Linked DNA regions of Mus musculus: regions 1, 3, 4, 5, 6 and 7 are each linked to region 2. A link is a contact called in public ChIA-PET, Micro-C and promoter capture Hi-C data. All regions are on one chromosome and are shown on one strand. The core of a region is the stretch at or near the end of the contact, and the rest is flanking DNA. Distances in the headings are between cores, read along the strand shown.

Region 1 (2,700 bases), core at 111-2,610, 810 kb after region 2:
CAGAGCTCAGGATTCAGTCCCCATCAGTGAATAAACTGGGTGTGGTGGCCCTCATCCTTCTCTTCGGAGTTAAAGAGGATAAGAAGTTCAGGTTTATCTATCCTTGGCTATATGGGAAGTTCAAAGGCCTATCCCGGGCTACAGACTCTGTCTCAACAAAACAAACTCACTCACTGCCCAGCCCTTTAGCCCATGCAGTGGTGTTTCTCCTGAATGAAGCAGGGTGAAAGGTTTTGATTTTGTCTGTCAGGGTGGGAGTGGGCGGAGCAGGGGCCCAGGGTGGCTGTGTTGTGGATTCTGTGGCTAAGTGACCTATGGGCATGTCTGAGAGGGATGGCTTCCTGACTGGAGCAGCTCACATGCCTATTAAATTGTTTCCGCCTGCGAAGTTATCTCTGACGGTTGGAGGACCCATAAATTCATTTTTAAAACTAGTCTTTAATTACAATTTCTCTTCAGGTTTTTCTGAGATGTAAAACCTCGAGATCTCCAGCTGGTTCTAGAGTTTCTACCTCTAACAAACACTCTTCTCCCCTGGACTCCCTCTCGGCTTCACCTCACCGGAGGAGTCTACACCAACTTCCAGGGACCACGGAACTGCCAGCGAGGATGTCGGATGGGGACCTAAGAGGTCGGGACGTGGGAAAGAAAGGTGGGGAGGAAGAGCCGTTTGGGCTTTAAGACCGGAACCTCCTGGATTCCTGCTAGACCAATCTGCAGCTTTTGCAAACAGCCTTAAAGTCATCAGCGCCCCGCTGCGGAATTCAAAGCTCAGCTTGTCATAATAGTTAACACCTTCTTTGACCAGCCTCCTTTTATTTGACAATTTTTCTTTTCTGTCCCTCTCTGTTGCCACCGGGAAGGTTTTTAGGGAGTCCCCTCACATAGCGAGCCGCCCCTTGGCGTTCAGAAGATTTTCTGGGGTAGCCCGTTTGCAGGGTGAGTAGGTTTCCAGGTTTCGGGAGCGGGGCGTGGGGGCGGGGATGGACATGAACGATTTTGTAGGTCCCCACTGGTCATCCGGAAAGTTAACGATGCTTCAGGTACTAGGCTAGGGACAATGACAGCCTTTCCAAGGCTGCTGGCCCGGAGGTCGGCGTGGAGCAGCTGAGCCTTGGGCTGCACTGGGGGTCCCTAGTTTTCTAGAGGCAGAGGTTGCGACTCTCGATTCGGAGGGGCTAGGTCCACGACAGACCCCGAGTCTGGCGAGCGCCAGCCGGTGGCCGGGCACCGGGCGCTCCCGCGGGCTCCGGGAGCCCTCCCACTCTTGCCAACTTTCCCTGCCCTGGTGCCGGAGGAGGGCGCCTTTCCCAGTGGGTCGCGCGCGATACTTAAGGCGGCTCTGCTGGGCAAGGCGGTCGTCAGTCGGAGCCCCAGCGGCACCGTGGAGGCAGTGCGCGGCGGCGGGAGCCGGAGGAGGAGCATGGAGCCGCCGCGGGCCTGCTGAGCACCGGAACGCCGGCAGCCGGCGGCACGGTGAGCGCACCCAAGGGGCCGGAGCCTCTTACCGCGACCTGGGGACCCTGGGGCTCCGGCCGCTCAATGCTTCCCGGCGGCAGTCGCTTGCACCATGTTCCCTACCCCCTCCTCCCTTTCTTCCGACATCCTGGGCTCCCGCAGCCTCTCCTCCCTTCCTCCCTTGCGGCTCTTGTTTTGTGAATGAATTGGGGGTGGAGGGAGGCTGTGCGGGGAGCGAGGCTAGAGTGCCCCTCCCCCCAACTCACGCCCGCAGGGGGTTCACACCTGCGGGGACACCGAGATCTCCAGCGATCTGGTCCCTACAGCACAGGTTTGTGAGATGAGTTCCTCCTCCTTGCCGGTTCAGAGAGGTCCAAGGGTGCCTAGGAGAGATTGGAGGAGCTCCAGCCGCTAGTGCAAGTTTCTGTACTGCCGTGCGTGAGCCCGGCTGCAGGGCGCACCTGTCAGTGGGAGAGTTGCTGTTAATCTTGCAGCCCTCAAAGTTCTACTGCTGGGTAGGGAGGTGTGCGTCCTTGCCTGGAGGTTTTTATTTCTTTTCATTGTCCTATGGGACATGGATCCCGTAAAGCGCCCCCACCCTCGTGCCCTTGAATCTAAGTGCGCCTTAGCTAGCCTGGGCGAGCTTTCTTGGATCTCTTTTGAGAGGATGGAGGAAGCGGCCCAGGATATAAGATCACATTCTGGTTAACCGGCTTGGGGAAATACAGTGTCCTCTCTGGGCAGAGGACCTCAACAAGAGCCCGTGCCAGAGCCTGACTGTACATAGAATATCCAGCTGCAGAACCTTCCTGGGTCTTCTGTAGGGAGATGGGTACCTCTTAATTCCTGAGGGGGAGGGGGTCTGGCCCCCGGATGGAGGGGGCTGGCAACTGCAGGGATGCTGCCTTTGTTTGCAGGCACTCCTTTGCCAAGGTACCTGGGGCCCTGAGAAGATGAGTAGGGTCTGGGCTGGCAGTTGTTCCTTGGCTTTTCCGTTCCTTCCCAGCAGAGTCGTGGGAAACCTGCACGTGGGTGTGGCTGTGTGGCTTTAGCCAGCGGGGTGAAGCTCAAGCCGGGTGAGGAGCGTGGCGAGAGCTTCCTTAGCTGCCTTGGACCTGACCGGACAGCCTCTGGAACTGCACCGAGGCGGGGCGCCAGGACGCAGGTTGCTGGGCCAGCCACAGCACCTCCCGTCCCTTCCCAGAACGAGGCGGGCAGTAGGGCCCGCAGCGTCCCCTATGT
Region 2 (2,700 bases), core at 72-2,571:
TCAGAGCTCCTATCACAGCTCTAATCTCTTTGCACAGTAATTATATATTTGCTATTCCTCTCTCTCTCAACCCTGATGGGAGACTATCTCTGTATCTCTGTGTCCCTCATAAGTACTGGTAAAGCCCTGAGCAGGAATAAACCAGTCCAAGATGAATGGCTCACGAGCTCAGAACATTCCTTGCTCTTCTGACCCTAGGCTTAGCCGGGGTCCCCCTGAGGCTCACTTAGTAGCCCAGGAATCACTGAGATGCAGAGATCTTTGCAAGGAGCTTGTGCTTGCTCCATTCTCCCAGGGGCTTTTGTGAGTAGTATCAGACTTGCTGTCGTGGAGGAGGTGGTCACTGGCTTCTCCCAACTCCTTCTCTTAATCATGCGCTAAGTAAACAAGACTGAGTCCCCAGACTCCAAGGGATGGTGTCTTGGGCCATCTCATGTCTCACCGGGGAAGGCAGACTCTTTGAGGTGAAACCAAGATTGAAAGCCGGTTCTTTTTGACAGCGTCACTTCCTATATGTGGGCTTTCCTTGCTCGGGTGTCACAATGCCTTAGTCTCACGGTTATGTACTAAGATGCAGAGGCCAAGAAGGGTACTTTTCTCTGTGTCTGCTCAACTTCCGTCAAGGACCAGACCTGGTCCCTCTGATTTAGGTGAGGCCTAGCTAGAATGCATGGCATCCTCTCCGGGCCGGCTTGAGGGGACAAAGGCACAGCCACTGAGACGGGGCCCCACCCCAGAAGGGTGGCTCTGAATCGACTCCAGACTTGTCTCGCAAGGTTTTCTTCGGCTCCACCCTAACCTACCCAAAAGTTCGAACCAATCCCTGGCCCTCTCCAAGTTACGCCATCGAAGTTGGTATGGAGGGATGCGGGGGATGAGTGGTAACTTTTGAGGTGGTCTAACGAACGTATCCACTCTAAACTCAGCTATAAGTGAAAAGTACCTCTGTGGGGCCAAATATCCGGACACCTATAACCCTGGCGCTCTGCTACCCACTTCCTCGACATGAGCTCCGCCCGATGAGGGGGAAAAAGATAGTCTCCAATTGGCCTACGTGGGTTCCCAATCTAATTAGACAGCGCTATTGGCCCTACCCTGGTCTTGGTTTAGAAACTGCGGAAGAAAGAGAGTTTTAACTACAACTTCCGAGAGGGAGCAGGGCTCTGGCGCTTCTTGCTCACGTGACTTCCTCCTCGCAGAGGACTCACGCGATAGGTCGGTGAGGAGGCGGGGCCCGTGGCTGTCAGCGGGGCCAGCGGCCTATGGGCTGCCCCGTCGGGCGGGAGCGCGGCGAGGGGCGGGGCTGGGCGCGCTGCAGGGCGCGGGAGCGCGCCGGCGGCGGTGGCGGCAGTGGCGGCGACTGTGGGGGTGGGGGGCGGGGAGCCTTGGTTGAGGCGACCGTGGCTTTTCTGCACCCTCGACCGGCGGCGGTGACGGCTCCCGGTGCGGCGGGGCGCTCGGCCAGCTTTCTAGGTCGGAACGGAACGCTCGGCCTCGCGGGCCCCGCCCGGAAAGTTTGCAGTGGAGCCGCGACCTCCTGGCCGGCGCGGCCCAGCATGAAGCGGCGCTGAGGAGCCGCCGCGGCCGCCTGAGGAGGAGGCGCTGCACCCCGGGCCACGCCGATGACTACTGCAAACTGTGGCGCCCACGACGAGCTCGACTTCAAACTCGTCTTCGGCGAGGACGGGGCACCAGCGCCGGTGTCCCAGGTCTCGCGGCCTGCAGGTGGGTGCCGGGCCGGCCGGGACTGTGGAGCGTGCCCTCGCCGCGCTCCCGCCAGCTCGCCTTCCCCTCGGTCCCCCTGGTGCGTGCGGGTGGCGAGGAAAGCCCGATTTAATTTGAGGAGGAGAAGGAGGCGTGTGGTTCGGGGCGACGTGGAAGTGTCTTGGCTGCGAGCGAACTAGTAGGGAACTCGACTCCGAGAGGCCAGTGGCCGGCGGACGCCCGGGCTTTGGAGGCAGAGGTTGTTGGGGCCAAAGCCCCAAGAGGTTTCTGGTTGTCGTAGCTGTGCCAGCGTGGTGCAGAGGAAATGTCTCCGAGAAGTGTAAGCGCACTTCGCTGTCTTTAGGCTAGTTGTAAAATTCTTTATTTGAAAGATGCGTGTTTTCAAATTCCACTTTAAAAAAAAATCTACTTTGCTAGAAGAGCGAGTTCGAGTTAGTGTCCACTTGTGTAAATTTATATTCCATCCACGCTTAGTTTCAAGTATACTATAACGGACCTTTCTGAAAACTGGGTTGTTTTGCTTGGGCAAAGTGTTTCTGGAGATTAAAAAACAAAAACAAAAAAACAAGATACGTTGCCTTTTAAAATTACAGTTCTCCTAGAATGTTCTAGAAGGCATTTTTTAATAATTTTAAAAAAAAAAGCTCTTCTCAGAAGATGTTTTAAAAGATAAGTTGGGAAAGCTGGACACCATAATGCTTGCGGGTCAAACCAGTCAGTAAATAGAAACAGGATGATGACTGGGGACTTAACTCTCTCCTGTGACCTGGTTTGGAATAGTGTGGTTCGTTAAGTTCAGCTTCCCTATTACATATGCAAGAGAACTTAGAAAAAGAAGATGGATAAGAGTATTCATGTTTATTCTTTCCAGTATTAAGTGAATTATTTAAATTTTTTCATAGTATTGTGAGGGCTAATACATTGTTTTCTCAGCGTTGCATTGAATCTCTAGGTGGTACAATACCTTTTAGTTCC
Region 3 (2,700 bases), core at 94-2,593, 690 kb before region 2:
CAAAGCTATCTCCCTAGCTTCCCTCCATCTTAAAAAAACAACAGGATCTTGTTATGAAGCTCTGTCTTGTCTGGAACTTTTTTTTTCCCCTTTTTTTTAGACCTGGCTAGCCTTGAACTTGTGTATCGTCCAGCCCTTTCATCTCAAGCCCTAGATTAGAGGCATGCACTCTTTGGTCACAATGAGGGCCGTTCTACGTCAAAGAAGGTGGTCTGAGACAACAGGGTTTTAGTCAGCTCTGTTTCCCCATGCAGTCTGGGACCTAAGAGAAAAGGCTGTGATGCCCCTGGTGGCCTTGAATGCCACTCCCAGGAGCCTGGGTTTATTTGGGTCAAAGATGAGAGGGGTCTGGGAGGTTTGAGAAATCAGTTGCTTTGCTGATTACAGTGGTCCTGGCTTAAGGGACTTAAGTCATACACAGACTTAAGGGAATGTATCCCCAGATCTCCAAAGCTAAGGAGTCGCCTTTTCTTTTCTTTTCTTCCCTTTTCTTTCCTTATGGATGGATGTTGTCAAGAAAAGAGAGGTAGGGAGGGCTGGGGAGGGGGGAGGGCGGAGTGGGGGGGGGGGCTGTCCACATTCTACAATCTCAGTGGAAAAGACTTCTCTGAGTAGATTCAGCAACCAGCAGAACCAGAGATGGCCTTCGTGAGTCACTGTTCAGACTTGCAAGCTCAGCTCTGGAAGCCCGCTGTGGTCAGCCACCCCAGGTTGGCTCCAGGCCTAGCCCCCCACTGTCCCGCACTGGGCCAGTGTCTGTCCCTGTTGCTGTTCCATGCCTTTCCCATCCCAGATACGTGTGCCTCACAGCTCTCTGCCTCTTCTGTCTGAGTCTGTCTGTCAGTCATTTTCTCTAACCTTGGTTTCCACGTCACCCACGTGGGAAGAGTTCAGGACGGGAGGGGCGGTGTGACTAGTCTTAGATACCCCTAAATATTTATTCTGTGCCAGGCCTGACATACAGAGCTCGAAATATCAAAGTGGACAATATTCAGTCTGCCTGCTTACAGGGCACATTCTGTGTGGAGTGAGAAAACCACAGCCTAGTTCTGCCTCTGTCTCAGCACGCGTGCCTGCGCTCCCCCAACCGCCTGCTGTGTTCAGAGGGCCTGGGTCAGTTAGGGCCTGAGACCTGATGCCTCTTATTTGCTTCATCCCTGGGAAGGGTTATGTTCCTCCCGGGAAGTCCATCTTCTTACAGCTCCTGGGGGCCTGGCTAGTGGGTGGAGGTGAGCCTCAGAAGCAGGAGGGAGGGAAGGAGAGAGGGAGGGAGGGGCAATGACTCAGTGGGGGTGGCCTGGGACAAGAACCAAGGACAGAAGCCAAGACTGGACCTGATGCTCACTGAAGCTAGAGGAAGGAGAGATGGAAGACATGCCTAGGAGCTGGGGCTGGAGAAGGACAACTCCAAGGCCAGCCTTGCCCCTTGCTCTTCAGAATCTGCCTTAGAGTCAGAGATGGGTGGGGACGCCTGTTGTTTCTACCATGGCTGCAGCTGATAACTAGATTCATGAAGGAATCGCCTGACTTAGAGCCAGGGAAGGCATTATGTCCAGTGTCCTCTCCTCCCAGGGACCAAGGCCATGGTGTGGGGGCTACATGCCTTTGTCTGGTTGCACAGATAACCTTTTTCTTATGATCTTTCCACAAATTCAAGAGTGTTAGGCCAGGCCCACTTCCTCCAAAAGGACCCCAGACTTTAGAGTTAAGAACGAGTAGGGGTCTCCCAGCTATCCCAGTGTCTTTCATCAGTTCAAGATTCCCTAACGAAGGGTGAAGTGGGAAGGCAGGGCATGAACACAGATATCTGATCCATCCATCAGGATTTCCCTGGTCCATCGGGCAACCCCAGGAGAAAAGAATGCTTTTCTTGTCTTACAGGAGAGGAAGATGAGGTGCAAAGAGAAAAGGGTCCCTGGAACAGCCCACAAGAGGTGAGTGATGGAACCAGATCTCAGCTGGTCTCTGGCCCCAGGGCACCAGCTTTCTTAGCCACCCTTTTCTGTGGATAGGGAAAAAGAACTCAGGGAATGAGGGTTTGAGCCTTATGTATGTTGGCAGGCCTGGGTCAATTCCCACCCAGAGACATAGCTACCTACCCTCTTCACCTTCCGGGTTTAACAAGTCATGGGATGTCACCGTTTATCTCTAATTTATTTCTCTGTCTTTTTGTTGTTTGTTTTATTAATTAAACCTGGGGGCTCACACAAGTCAGGCAAGGGCTCTGCTACTGAGTTACACCTCACAGCCCATCCAACCTGTTCCGTGGTGGGTGGGCCTGAGAACCTGAAGGGGAGATTCAGGCTACAGAGGAGTGGTGGTCCCTCCCACTATCCGTGAAGATTATCCACACGCAGCTACCAGGGCATAGGGAGTCTCTCTGGAGACGGCCCCTAATCATGGACTCACATGTGTGTGTGTGTGAGTGTGTGGTGGTGGGTGGTGGGACAGCTCTGAGGACCACGAGGGCTTGAGTGGTCCTCATCTTGTACATGGAAGCTGGGCAAGTATTCCCATGTCCCATCACGGGAATGGTAAAGGAGCCTTGCCCTCCTCCCACAAGGGCGTCCTTTGCTTCGTGCAAGAGCCTTCTTTCCATCGGCAGAGCCACGGCTCACTCACCCTTTCAGACAGTTCCAGCTCTGAGCACAGTGAGCACAGTGGAATGAATGTTGCCGGGGTCGGCAGAATGAGAAGTCA
Region 4 (2,700 bases), core at 138-2,637, 990 kb after region 2:
AACCACTTGCCGACCACACCACTGGCTCTCCTTTTGGGTCCAGTCCTGCAAAGGAAGTTACAGGCTCGATGAGGTGAGGCTTTGCTGAACTCATGCCCAACCTCCTGTCCCTACTTTGTTTCCTGCCCTGGCCATGCCTATTTATATCCTATCTACAGAGGCAGCATCCAAGAGTGAATGTGGATAACAGCTCTTATCCCTCCTAGAAAGGGTACCCCAATTTTGTCCAGTGCCGACTTTTTACTCAGCGTGATTCCCAGCACTACTACAGGGCAAGGATAAGAAATCAAAACTCTTTTCAAGGGCTGTTTATCAAAGGTATTTCATGCCAGGCATGGTGGCACACACCTTTTAATCCCAGCACTCAGGAGGTAGAGGCAGGCGGATTTCTGAGTTCGAGGTCTACAAAGTGAGTTCCAGGACAGCCAGGGCTATACAGAGAAACCCTGTCTCGACCCCCCCCCCCCAAAAGAAAGGTATTTCAGCTTGGCACTGTAGCAAATAACCATATTACATAAAACAATGTGAATGTGAAGCATGGAATGGTTTGTTGCCCTAGTCTGGGTAAATCTGGGTCCCACTTTCTTACACAAGCCCCACCACGATAAACTGGGAAAATCGTGTGTGCAATACAGACACACTTACATGGGAATCTATATACCTACTCATGAGAAAGGGGAAAGACAGGCTCCATATCTAAGGAATCACCCTGCAACCCATCTAGGCGGGCCTGACCTGCTCTTCAGGAGTTCAGTTGGCTCCCGAGTGCCGCTGTGTCTGCACTGTCTCTAGCCAGAGAGAGCAAGACCACCCCGCTGCCCACGTCCCCTGCACCTGAGATCTGCACGGCTTGGAAGCGAGGCACACACGCCAGAAAGCCGGCGACACTCTCGCAGCCCTCGGGGAAGGTGACCAAGCGGCTGTCCAACACTCTCAGACTGGGGTTCACCAGCACCCGAAGTGGGAAGGGTTCCATCTGACGCAGTTCGCGCAGGCGCGGTGAGAAGGCTCGGAGGAGCTTGTCCGGGAACTCGAGCGCCAACACTTGCAGCGGCACCCCGAGCTGCGGCGCACTAAGGCCCACACAGCCACGCCGTCGCATTACCTGCACCATCCGCCCCACCAGCCGCTGCAGCTCCGGCCCCGCTAGCTGCTCGGGTTCCACCGGGGCCGCCACGACGCGCAGCACCGGGTCCCCGACCTGGCACACGTGCGCGTATGGCGGCTGCGGCGCGCCACATACAAGGCGCCTGAGGTACCGCCAGTAGGAGCGCGTGCGCGCCGGGCCCTCCAAGGCGGCCAAGGAGCTGCACCTCTGCGCCCGGCTCCCCGGAACCCACGCCGGCCGCGGCAGCCTGCCCAGCAGCAACATGGCGCGGGGAGACGCCGCGGCCCTTCCTTCCGCTAGCGCCAAAGACGCCGGGAAGCGTAGTTCCCGTGTAACTTCCGGACGCCCATCGTCGGGAACAGCAGGCGAGTGGCGACAGTTGTCGGTTTTATTAAAGCTGCAAATACCACAGGGCCCGCGCTATCCTGGGCAAAGCAACTGCACACACCTTCCCGCTGCAGAAGCGCGTACCCTCAGGGCTGCTCCCCAGGCTGCGGGCAGGGGACACTGCCTATGGCTCCTCCCTCACTCGGTGGCTCGGCTGGCAGCGGCTCCCCCTCCATGGGCTCCTGAGGCAGCGGCTCCCCTGGTTCCCTCTTCTCTGTTACAGGCTCCATGCTCCGCTGCTCCGCAGGGAGCTCTGGAGCTGGGGCCACGAGGTCCGGCCCCAGCTCCTGCTCATCTAAACAGAAAACTGTTTCTCTCTTAGGCAAAATAAAGGCGAGAGGTTCCTGGATGGCGCTGATGTTCACGTGTCCAAGGTTTCCGTGCTTAGAGAGCTGGGTGGGTGAAATGCCTGACCCAGATGGTAGGGAAAAAGAAATGAAAAAGAAAAAAAAAGTTATTAAATTCAATGCAGAGATCTCAGGGATGGTGTGGGGCAGGGGAGGGGACACTCAGAGAAAAGATTTAACACAATTACATATTTCAATACAACAAGAACATCTTTTTGGGTTTTTTGTTTTTTTGAGACCTGGCTATGCTGGAACTCTATAGACCAGGCTGGTCTCTTATCTCACAGAGATCGTCCTGCCTCTGCCTCCCAAATGCTGGTATTAAAGTTGTGCCAGGCTAAGGGCATCTCTGTAATACAAAAGGACAGTTAGTTATATTGGAGCCCCATTGTAAGGGTGGATGGAGCCTGAGCCAGGAGACACTCAGTAAATACTGGAGTCCAGGCACAGATCCCAGCTATTTGGGAGGCAGAGGCAGGAGGATCTCTGAGTTCAAGGCCAGTTGGGTATACCAAGTTAGTTCCAGGGTAGCCAGTGCTATATACTGAGATCCTGTCTAGTGTCAAACCAAAAACAAGGGCTACAGACATGGCTCAGTGGTTAAGTACTCTTCCAGAGGTCCTGAGTTCAATCCCCAACAACGTGGCTCACAACCATCTGTAATGGGATCTGACGCCCTCTTCTGACATACACGCAGGTGTGCATTCAGATAGAGCACTCACATAAAATCTTTAAAAAGACAAAACGAAAACAACAATGATAAAAGCCAGGCTGTGGTGAAGAACACCTTTAATCCCAGCACTCAGGAGATTTACAGAGTTCCAGGACAGCCAGAGTTTCACAGAGGAACCCCTGAAG
Region 5 (2,700 bases), core at 165-2,664, 880 kb after region 2:
GATGTAAAACCGTTCTGGGTGTGTCTGTTTCCGGAAGAAATTTTTTCCATGGTGACCTGAGTAGAGAAGATTGTCCTCAACAGTGGGAACCGGCACCATCCAATCAGGTGAGGGCTGCCAGGGAACAGTAAGACGCGGTATACTCACTCTATGAAAACTGGGACATCGCTCTCCTGCCACACTTCAGGGCTCCTGGTTTTTCATGGACTGGGCCAGCTTTTACATAGTAGCTTTCCACTCCGACCCTGCTCCCCCGCTTCTGCCCCCTCAGGCCTCTCTGGTCTTCTGATAGCTTCAGATTTCTACCTAGTCCTCAGGTCTTTGGATTTGGATTCAGAGCCTTTTTCTGCAGATGGCAGATTGTGGAGTTTAGCCTCATAATCTTGTGGCTAATCTCGCACAATCTTTGTTAACTATATATACCCGTTGGTCTGTGGGGAACTCTAAAACATCAGCATGCTGCAAATGTCTTTGACCTTGCGCACTGTGGGTTCCCAGTGCTTAAGAAGACAGGTCCCGGGCTGGCGAGGTGGCTCAGTGGGTAAGAGCACCCGACTGCTCTTCCAAAGGTCCAGAGTTCAAATCCCAGCAACCACATGGTGGCTTACAACCATCCGTAACAAGAACTGACTCCTTCTTCTGGTGTGTCTGAAGACAGCTACAGTGTACTTACATATAATAAATAAATCTTTAAAAAAAAAAAAAAAAAAAGAAGAAGACAGGTCCCCTCTAATTACAGGCCAGCAGACAGGTGATTTTTAAAAGCAGTGACAAAGTCTTGGATCCACACCTTTGATCCCATGTCACTTATGCTGTGTCCCCTGCTTGTGCTCACACCAAGACTAACCAAATGTTGTTTTATCCTGTTCTTAGGGAGGTCTGCAGTCTTTTTAACCACAGAGAATCACACCTAGCTGGTTGCCTCTGTTTTTCTTTCCCATTAGACCACAAGCTCTCTCGGCTGAGGTGCATTTTATTCAGTGTGTCTCTAGGGCCTTAAAAGGAGCCCAGCACACCTCTGAGCGCTCAGGGCTGCTTTTTTTTTTTTTTTTTTTTTTTTTTGCAATGAACCAATCAATGCAAGAATGAACGCGCCAACCCGGCCCTGCAGGATCGCAAAGAGCCTCTCTACAAGCTGACTTTGCTCTCCCTGCCCGGGCAGCTCTCGTAGAAGAGGTGAGGAGTTCGAGGAGGTCACGGAGAACCAAAGCAAAGGACGGCGGGGTGCCTCGCTGCACGAGGCGCTGCCCACCTCCGAAGAGCTTTCAGTGAACCAGGACAACCTCGCCTCCCGGAAGCGGCCTCGCCGGCCTTCCCCCCGCCCCTCCGGAAAGTGGGCGTGGCCCTCATGAATAATGAATCGCCGGGGGGAGGGGAGGGGTCCGCCCCCCTCGGGCGGGAAGGGGGAAGCGCCGAGGCTGCCTGACTGGAATCGGGGGAGCTGCAGCAACGGCGGCTGCGGGAGCAGGGCCGGCCATGGCGGTGTGGACGCGGGCCACCAAAGCGGGGCTGGTGGAGCTGCTTCTAAGGGAGCGCTGGGTGCGGGTGGTGGCCGAGCTCAGTGGCGAGAGCCTGAGCCTGACGGGCGACGCCGCCGCAGTCGAGCCTGAGCCGCCGGCGGCCGCCTTCAACGGTCTTCCGAACGGCGGCGGCGGCGAGTCTCTGCCCGGGAGCCCGAACCGTGGCCTGGGGCCGCCCAGCCCTCCCGCGCCGCCCCGCGGTCCCGCGGGGGAAGCGAGCGCCTCGCCGCCCGTGCGCCGAGTGCGAGTGGTGAAGCAAGAGGCGGGCGGCCTGGGCATCAGCATCAAGGGCGGCCGCGAGAACCGGATGCCGATCCTCATCTCCAAGATCTTCCCGGGGCTGGCGGCCGACCAGAGCCGGGCGCTGCGGCTGGGCGACGCCATCCTGTCGGTGAACGGCACCGACCTGCGCCAGGCCACCCACGACCAGGCCGTGCAGGCGCTGAAGCGCGCGGGCAAGGAGGTGCTGCTGGAGGGTGAGCGGGGGCCGAGCGGGAGGCGGCGGGGTGGCGGCCTGGGCTCGCCTGCGCGCACTTTGTTTCTGCCCACCCTGACGCCTGTGCGGGGCTCGCCGGTTCCCTCCGCCCCGGCCACCAGACCTCCTCTTGTGGGGCTCCAGAGTGTGGAAAAACTGAGGCGTCCAGCGAGAAGAAAGTTGGGCAGCCACCGAAGTGTTACTTTACCGCCCCTTAGCGAGACTCAGCTGAGATTTAGGGGGTGGGGGGAGCAGCAGCCGCGTGCGAAGCTCACCCCTAAGTCTTGCACGATAAGCTGACACTAAGCACTAACTACCGGGAGAGCGATCGGCTCGAGTTCTTTAGTCTCCTTTTTTTCCCTGTTGGGAAGCGTTGGTTGGACGCTTTCTTTAGTCACCTCGGGCTCCCCGGGCGGGCCGGTCTATTAAATCCATCCACACCGATGCCAGCAGTTTGCTTGGGCAAACCACCAAAGCACTGGTTAATTTATGGGAATTTAACCCATCATTGGCTCTCAACAATAACCAGAGAAGATCACAGCACTTTGTGGAAGGCAGAGAGCTGATACAGCAAGTTTGTGAGGTTAATGAGCCTTGTTTAACAGTGGAGGCTCACGTGTTTGAGCATTTTACTGCCAACTAGAGTTTCGCCCCTTTTGCAAGAGCCCGGTGCCAGCTTCCTATCGCTGGCAGGCGTGCTGCCGC
Region 6 (2,700 bases), core at 16-2,515, 770 kb before region 2:
TTCTATAATGTGCAACTGTGCTTCCAGAACCCAGAACAGTCCCTGATCCAGCACTGTAATCCACTGTGATCCATGGATGAACCTGAGTCCTTGTAAGAACTAAATCATGGAGCTGGAGAGACTTGCTGCTCTCCCTGAGAACCCAAATCCAGTTCCTAGTGTCCACGCAGGCTAACTCCAGCTGCAGGAGACCCAAGGCCCTCTTCTGGCCTCCACGGGCACATGCATATACCCATACCCAGAAATAATAAAAATAGACCTCTAAAGCAAAAATACTATAATCATTCCTTTCGCAAACTTAGATACCCTGTTTAGACTCCCCCCACCCCCACCCCGGCATCCTCCTCCTTCTCGGAGTCTTCCTCCACCTTACCTAGTGATCGGCTGCTTAAAAAATGACTTCTAGTCTCAGATCTCATTCACCCTCAAACTGTATACTTTTCTGGATGTCTACTGACCACTATATGGGCCAGTTCTTCCATTTTCCCTTCGTTCATTCCACCTACCTCCACGTAATTACCAGAATTCACCTGTTTCTTTCACGTCTCAGGTTCTTCTGCCAAGAATTCTTTTGCCAATGTGTCCCTGGAGCAACCTCTTAACCATTTTTTTCAGGGCCCGGTTTAGGCCTCACTTTCTCTGGGAAGCCTTCCCGATGTGTAAAGGGTCCCAGGGTCTTGATGGCTTCTTGACAGCCCTAGGCTGTCATGGCTGGAGGCTAGATCCATATTTCCCCACCGTGCCCTGAACTCCCCGAGGTCAGGAAGGGTCTGATTCACCCTCTCGTCCCACGCACTCACTAGTTGCAGAATGAATGAATTCAGGGTGAGGCTGGAGTCCCTGACTGCTGAAGGCGGGGTCTGGTGACAAATGAGAGGGTGTGGCCCACACCAATAAGAACCCCTGGAAAGAGATAACGTGGGAAAACAACCAATAGGAACCAAGAGCTCTGGGAGGGCGTGCCCTGAAGACAAATAAAGGGCGTGAGACAGGGTGAAGGGCGTGCCCAATGGAGGGCGGAGCTAGGAGACAATGGACTTGGGGGAATTCCCTGGTAAATCAAGAAGGGTGAAGTCTTAGTCATATTTAGTCTCGGTTTTTGGAGTGGGGTAGGGGTTCGGTCCGCGTGCCGCGCCCCCACCTGATCACGCCTCTTTTGCTGCCCGCAGTTCCTGCTCCTCAAAGCCGATCGCTGGCCGCCGAGACCATGGAAGCCCGCGCCAAAGACACGCGCACTCGGGCGCGCGCACGCTCACACGAAGACGCAAGGGCCACGTCCGTCTCCGCCGTAGGGGGCGTGCTTAAGCTCGCTGTGGGCGGAGCCAAACGTGCGAAGAGGGGCGGGATTCGCTGCCACCCTGCGCCCCTGGACCGCGTCTGGTCCTAGACTTCCCCCTCTTCAAACTTCCGCGCTTCTAAAGCGACTGGCGAGGGCGATGAAACCATTTACTGCTTGCCGGTAGTAGATACATAGGAAGTGAGTACTCCACGGGAGCCCAGGGTTCGGGGCACGCAGTCCACAAAGAGAGCAGATGTCTGCATAGGTGAGATGCTGCCAGAATACTAGGATTCAGCCAGGATTATAGATGTACCACTGTGCACGGACCCCTAATTGCACTGTTGCTTTCACCGGCGCGCCCCCAACACATAGATTCAGACGTGTCGTAGACGTGGCTTTATTACGCAAACAGATGGGTGTCAGGAGCAGGGACCTGAAGGGAGGCAGGAGGACAGGGAGGGCGTAGGCGTCGGTACCAGGCTGAAGAGCGCCCGGCGGCCAGTGGACGGTGAGGGCGGTGGACCCGCCTGCAGCGAACTGAGTGCTGCCTGACGATGCTCTCGGGACACGTCTCCGCGCAGGTCCAAGAGGGCAGAGACGTGATCCTCGCTGCAGGAATACCACCACGTGCGTCAGCCCAGCCCTCCCTCGTCCTCCTGGGCCGTTCCTCCCCTGTCCCCTTCCTCGCACCTCACGTCGGGAAATTGCTGCCTCAAGCCTGCCACCTCGAGGCCAAGCAGTGTGGGGTCGTGGAGGTTGAGCAGTTCCCTCAGCGCGAGCAGGACGGGCGCGCAGTGAGCGCTCTCTTCCAGGCCCTGAACACATGGGAACAGGGTTTCCAGCGGGCCCTCGGCTCCCACCCAACTACAGAGATCCTCGACTGTCTGCCCTCCCAATGAGCTCTCACCAAACCAAGGAAAAGCTCTTTGAGCTGGGCAGCATCCTGCCGAAGTCGCTCAGCCGCCTGGCTCCGCTCGTCCGTACCGCGGCACACTAGGCGGCCCTGCATCAGAGCCCTTAGGTATTGTAACACCACGGTTCGTTCCGCCTCTGCCAGCAGCAGCTGCAGGACAGTAATCAGTTTGAATATAGGGTCCCACCAGCACAACCCCTTCCCCAGCTTTCCTCTCCTCGCCCTACCTGAACACCAGGCTTCCGTACGCGCCAGAAGTCCTGGCAGAAGTGCGACGTCTGCTCACACACACCATCTAGCAACTCAGAACTCAATAGCCACCGGCGCGAGGGCAGAGCGGAGAACAGGGGCTAGGGAAAGCATAGCACAGACAGGGCTAGGGAAATGATCCGGATCCCGTAGAGGCCACCATAAATAGACCGTGTTTCTCCCTCACACTACCAATCTAGACTGGGATGGCGACCTCACCTGGAGCTCAACCTGCAGTACTTCCAAAACCAGGCGGCAG
Region 7 (2,700 bases), core at 154-2,653, 590 kb before region 2:
GACATTAAGACCCCTGCAATGAAACTCCTCCCCAGCATGCCCACAGCCCTGCAGTCAAGTGCATGTCCTACTACAGACCCCTGACCACACCCTCCTCAGAGCTCCATTGCAGATCTCTGACCACACCCTCAGCCCCACCCTGAAAGTCCCTCTCCAAATCAAACCCTGTGTACACTGCATCCATTTTGCATCCTTTTAACTCACATCCTGAAGACCCCAACCACAGTCACTAGCTGGACTCTGCACCCTTACAAAGGCCCCCTGGCCATACCCTTGGAGCATTCCCGTTCATCCATATAGCTACAGCTTCTGACACAGCCCTGCCTTGAAATCTCCCAGTCTATGCAGTAACACTTCCATACTTCCATGCAAAGCATTGAACACCCACCACCACACACGCGCAGAGTTCCCTGACCACACCCTCAGCACTCTCTCTTTACTCATATGCTAAAGCTATTGACACAGACCTGACCTAAAGCCCCTCAGAGTCTAACCAGCACTGGCATCGCCAGGCATCATGTTAAGACATACCACCATCACCACACCCACTGCAGCCTCCTGTTCTCAGCCACCATCTTTACCTTGCCTCTTAGGGGAAAAAAAAAAAAGTGTCCAATGACCACAACCTGGCCCCCGAACAACTTCCTCTTCTTCCATTACTAGTTGGTCCACACTGAAAGGCCTTTTCTGGTGACCACACCTACTCATCCATAAGTTGCAATTTTTAAGACTCAGAAACCCAGAGATTGCACTCTGCAGGGACCTCTGTGGGTCTGTAAATGGGGTCCGCCACACCCTTTGCCTCTCCCAAAGATGTCAACCCGCCCGGGGACCCAAAGCCCTGTACTTGAACACCACAGGTAAATGTGTCCAGGGGAGTTTGGGGTGCTACATGATGCTCTTCTCAAGGAAATGGGAGGATCCTGAGGCTACTGCTCACTCCTGTCTATGGGAAGATGAATTTGGGGGCTGTTGATGTGGAACAGAATCACAGCAGCTGCTCTGGGGTCCTCAGACCCTGGGCACAGTGTTCATGCCTCTGAACTGAATCCGCTCGTCAGCTCCTGCTGGGACAGCTGCAGTCATCAATCAGCCTGGCAAGAAGGTGGGGGCAGGAGTGTGTGTGGAACCCTTGGGGCCAGGGCCGGGGTGTTCAGCTGATAGGCTCAGCTCAGTACCATCTGAGGTTGGTTCAGGCTGCTCCCACCCACCCCTCCTTTTGGGGGATACGAATTAGGGTGGTCGATGTTCAGTCTCCTACCGGCTTCTACCGCTTGGCTGCTCCTGAGCGTGCCTTCGGACAGGACCCAGGAACTGATGCTGGAGACCAGGAGGCTCCACAGCTCCGCTCCCTGCCGGCTCCCGGGCGGGACTGCAGCCCGGGCGGCTCCGTAGTATTATCCCCTGTTTCTCGGTCACCATAGAGACAGTGAGTCCCACCCCCTAGGCTGTCTCGGCGGGAGAGTGACCAAGGTCACGCTAGCTCCTCCCACCAGACCCCGCCCTATGTGCTCTGTGGGCGCTGGGCCCGCAGAATTGCAGCGACAGCCTTATCCTGCTCCTCCCCTTCAACCGCGGTCCTCAAGCGGTCAGAGCTGCCCTCTGCAGTCCTGGATGTCCTAAGATAGGAACTCCCATGGCCAATGGGAAAACAGCCCCCCCCCAAATTCCATTGTCCCCAACCCTCAAGGGACTGCTGAAAGAATCCACCTGAGATTGTCTAGGAGCTGAACTGAAGAAGGGGATCCCGCCCCTCATTGACAAGGATCTACAGCTGGCTCCAAGACCACAGCTGCCGCTAACCCTGTGGCATTCACTCATTCCTAGGTTCTCAGCAGGCCACATTCTGAAGCACTAGAAGACTGAGACAATCAGTGGATCACGCATTCTTACCCACCCCACCCCCCCAAATGCTGGGTACTTTTGTGGCAGCAATTCCTAAATTTCGGAGAATGGCTGCCTCCTCCCATTCTCGTCTCCCCGCCTCACAGCTTCTTGTTCCAATGCGCCTCCCTAGCCTGCTTCCTCTTCAGTTTCCAACTGCAAATACTAAATAAAAAACTAAATAAAAATACTAAATATTAATTGATTAATTAATTAATTAATAAACCTTGCTGGGTGGGTGTGGTAGCACAAGCCTGCAATCTGGGGATTCGGGAGACTGAAGCAGTAGATTCAAATTTTCGAGGCTACCCTGGGAAATGGGAGAAGGGACAGAGGAGAGTGGTAGTTCTTGAACAAGACCCCATGTTTTTGATTCCCAACACTTAAAAGAAAAACCCTGTCCAGAGACCTTTCCTAACCCGCCCCTCTTTCTCTGCCCCAAGCTAGCAATGGTGGTCCTGCTTCTGTGAGATCCATGGATTTTTCCACTATGAAAATAAGCATTAAGTCCGCAAAAGCATTAAAAAAAAAAAAAAGTTTATTGGGGCATCAGGGCTGGTGGAGCGGATATTGCTGAGTCTTGGGTAAGGAAGGCCGATCCTGTCGACCTTGAGGTCCCTAAAGTGCACTCGTTACGCGAATGTGGGGTGTTGCATAGAGTCAAGGCCCTCCTGCCTCTAGTCCTTAGCCTTAGTGGGCTAAGGCAGGCCGTCGCCGCCTCCAGGTGTTCCGGGCTCGCCACTGCTCGGGCTCACAAAAACAGCAGGCGAACGTGCCTGTAGAGCCAGCCCAGACTCTCGACCCCTGGCTCCTGGG

Evidence for each region. Promoter capture Hi-C pulls out the DNA fragments that hold promoters and counts their contacts. Hi-C and Micro-C count contacts between places; a contact is called where the count stands out from the background. ChIA-PET counts read pairs in DNA pulled down with a chosen protein or histone mark.
Region 1: a Micro-C map of embryonic stem cells shows a contact between it and region 2, with 4 times the contacts expected there. The contact joins the promoter of Has3 here to the promoter of Nfatc3 in region 2. A contact is called at or near these places in 3 of 39 promoter capture datasets (hippocampal neurons, liver and neural stem cells) and 1 of 484 Hi-C or Micro-C datasets (embryonic stem cells).
Region 3: a promoter capture Hi-C map of liver shows a contact between it and region 2, with 2.0 times the contacts expected there. The contact joins the promoter of Plekhg4 here to the promoter of Nfatc3 in region 2. A contact is called at or near these places in 1 of 39 promoter capture datasets (liver) and 1 of 115 datasets of contacts at active chromatin or transcription factors (pancreatic cancer cells).
Region 4: a promoter capture Hi-C map of liver shows a contact between it and region 2, with 5 times the contacts expected there. The contact joins the promoter of Pdf here to the promoter of Nfatc3 in region 2. A contact is called at or near these places in 4 of 39 promoter capture datasets (hippocampal neurons, liver and stem cell-derived epiblast-like cells) and 1 of 115 datasets of contacts at active chromatin or transcription factors (pancreatic cancer cells).
Region 5: a contact with region 2 is called in a promoter capture Hi-C map of liver, with 2.2 times the contacts expected there. The contact joins the promoter of Sntb2 here to the promoter of Nfatc3 in region 2. A contact is called at or near these places in 1 of 39 promoter capture datasets (liver), 1 of 484 Hi-C or Micro-C datasets (B cells) and 1 of 115 datasets of contacts at active chromatin or transcription factors (memory CD8 T cells).
Region 6: a contact with region 2 is called in an RNA polymerase II ChIA-PET map of memory CD8 T cells, with 22 read pairs. The contact joins the promoter of 4931428F04Rik here to the promoter of Nfatc3 in region 2. A contact is called at or near these places in 1 of 39 promoter capture datasets (liver) and 2 of 115 datasets of contacts at active chromatin or transcription factors (memory CD8 T cells and pancreatic cancer cells).
Region 7: a promoter capture Hi-C map of liver shows a contact between it and region 2, with 2.1 times the contacts expected there. The contact joins the promoter of Tppp3 here to the promoter of Nfatc3 in region 2. A contact is called at or near these places in 2 of 39 promoter capture datasets (cranial neural crest and liver), 1 of 115 datasets of contacts at active chromatin or transcription factors (large pre-B cells) and 1 of 9 other capture datasets (adipose tissue).

Annotation. Positions count from the first base shown.
Region 1 is chr8:106,869,476-106,872,175 of GRCm38.p6, forward strand. Has3 (hyaluronan synthase 3) reads left to right here and starts at 1,361. Exons shown (of 4, transcript NM_001331048.1): 1 at 1,361-1,476.
Region 2 is chr8:106,058,269-106,060,968 of GRCm38.p6, forward strand. Nfatc3 (nuclear factor of activated T cells, cytoplasmic, calcineurin dependent 3) reads left to right here and starts at 1,322. Exons shown (of 10, transcript NM_010901.3): 1 at 1,322-1,725. The coding sequence starts at 1,623.
Region 3 is chr8:105,371,929-105,374,628 of GRCm38.p6, forward strand. It overlaps Plekhg4 (pleckstrin homology domain containing, family G (with RhoGef domain) member 4), which reads left to right and starts at 1,344. Exons shown (of 23, transcript NM_001364406.1): 1 at 1,344-1,934. The coding sequence starts at 1,891.
Region 4 is chr8:107,047,227-107,049,926 of GRCm38.p6, forward strand. Pdf (peptide deformylase (mitochondrial)) reads right to left here and starts at 1,388. Exons shown (of 2, transcript NM_026513.2): 1 at 835-1,388; 2 at 1-45. The coding sequence starts at 1,372. Cog8 (component of oligomeric golgi complex 8) reads right to left here. Exons shown (of 5, transcript NM_139229.4): 5 at 1,483-1,904. The coding sequence ends at 1,582.
Region 5 is chr8:106,934,326-106,937,025 of GRCm38.p6, forward strand. Sntb2 (syntrophin, basic 2) reads left to right here and starts at 1,415. Exons shown (of 7, transcript NM_009229.5): 1 at 1,415-1,996. The coding sequence starts at 1,477.
Region 6 is chr8:105,288,263-105,290,962 of GRCm38.p6, forward strand. It overlaps 4931428F04Rik (RIKEN cDNA 4931428F04 gene), which reads right to left and starts at 1,266. Exons shown (of 8, transcript NM_028888.2): 1 at 1,142-1,266; 2 at 507-903. Exoc3l (exocyst complex component 3-like) reads right to left here. Exons shown (of 14, transcript NM_177788.5): 10 at 2,661-2,700; 11 at 2,420-2,542; 12 at 2,187-2,342; 13 at 1,970-2,094; 14 at 1,661-1,888. The coding sequence ends at 1,699.
Region 7 is chr8:105,470,019-105,472,718 of GRCm38.p6, forward strand. It overlaps Tppp3 (tubulin polymerization-promoting protein family member 3), which reads right to left and starts at 1,404. Exons shown (of 4, transcript NM_026481.3): 1 at 1,262-1,404. Zdhhc1 (zinc finger, DHHC domain containing 1) reads right to left here. Exons shown (of 14, transcript NM_175160.5): 14 at 2,405-2,700. The coding sequence ends at 2,583.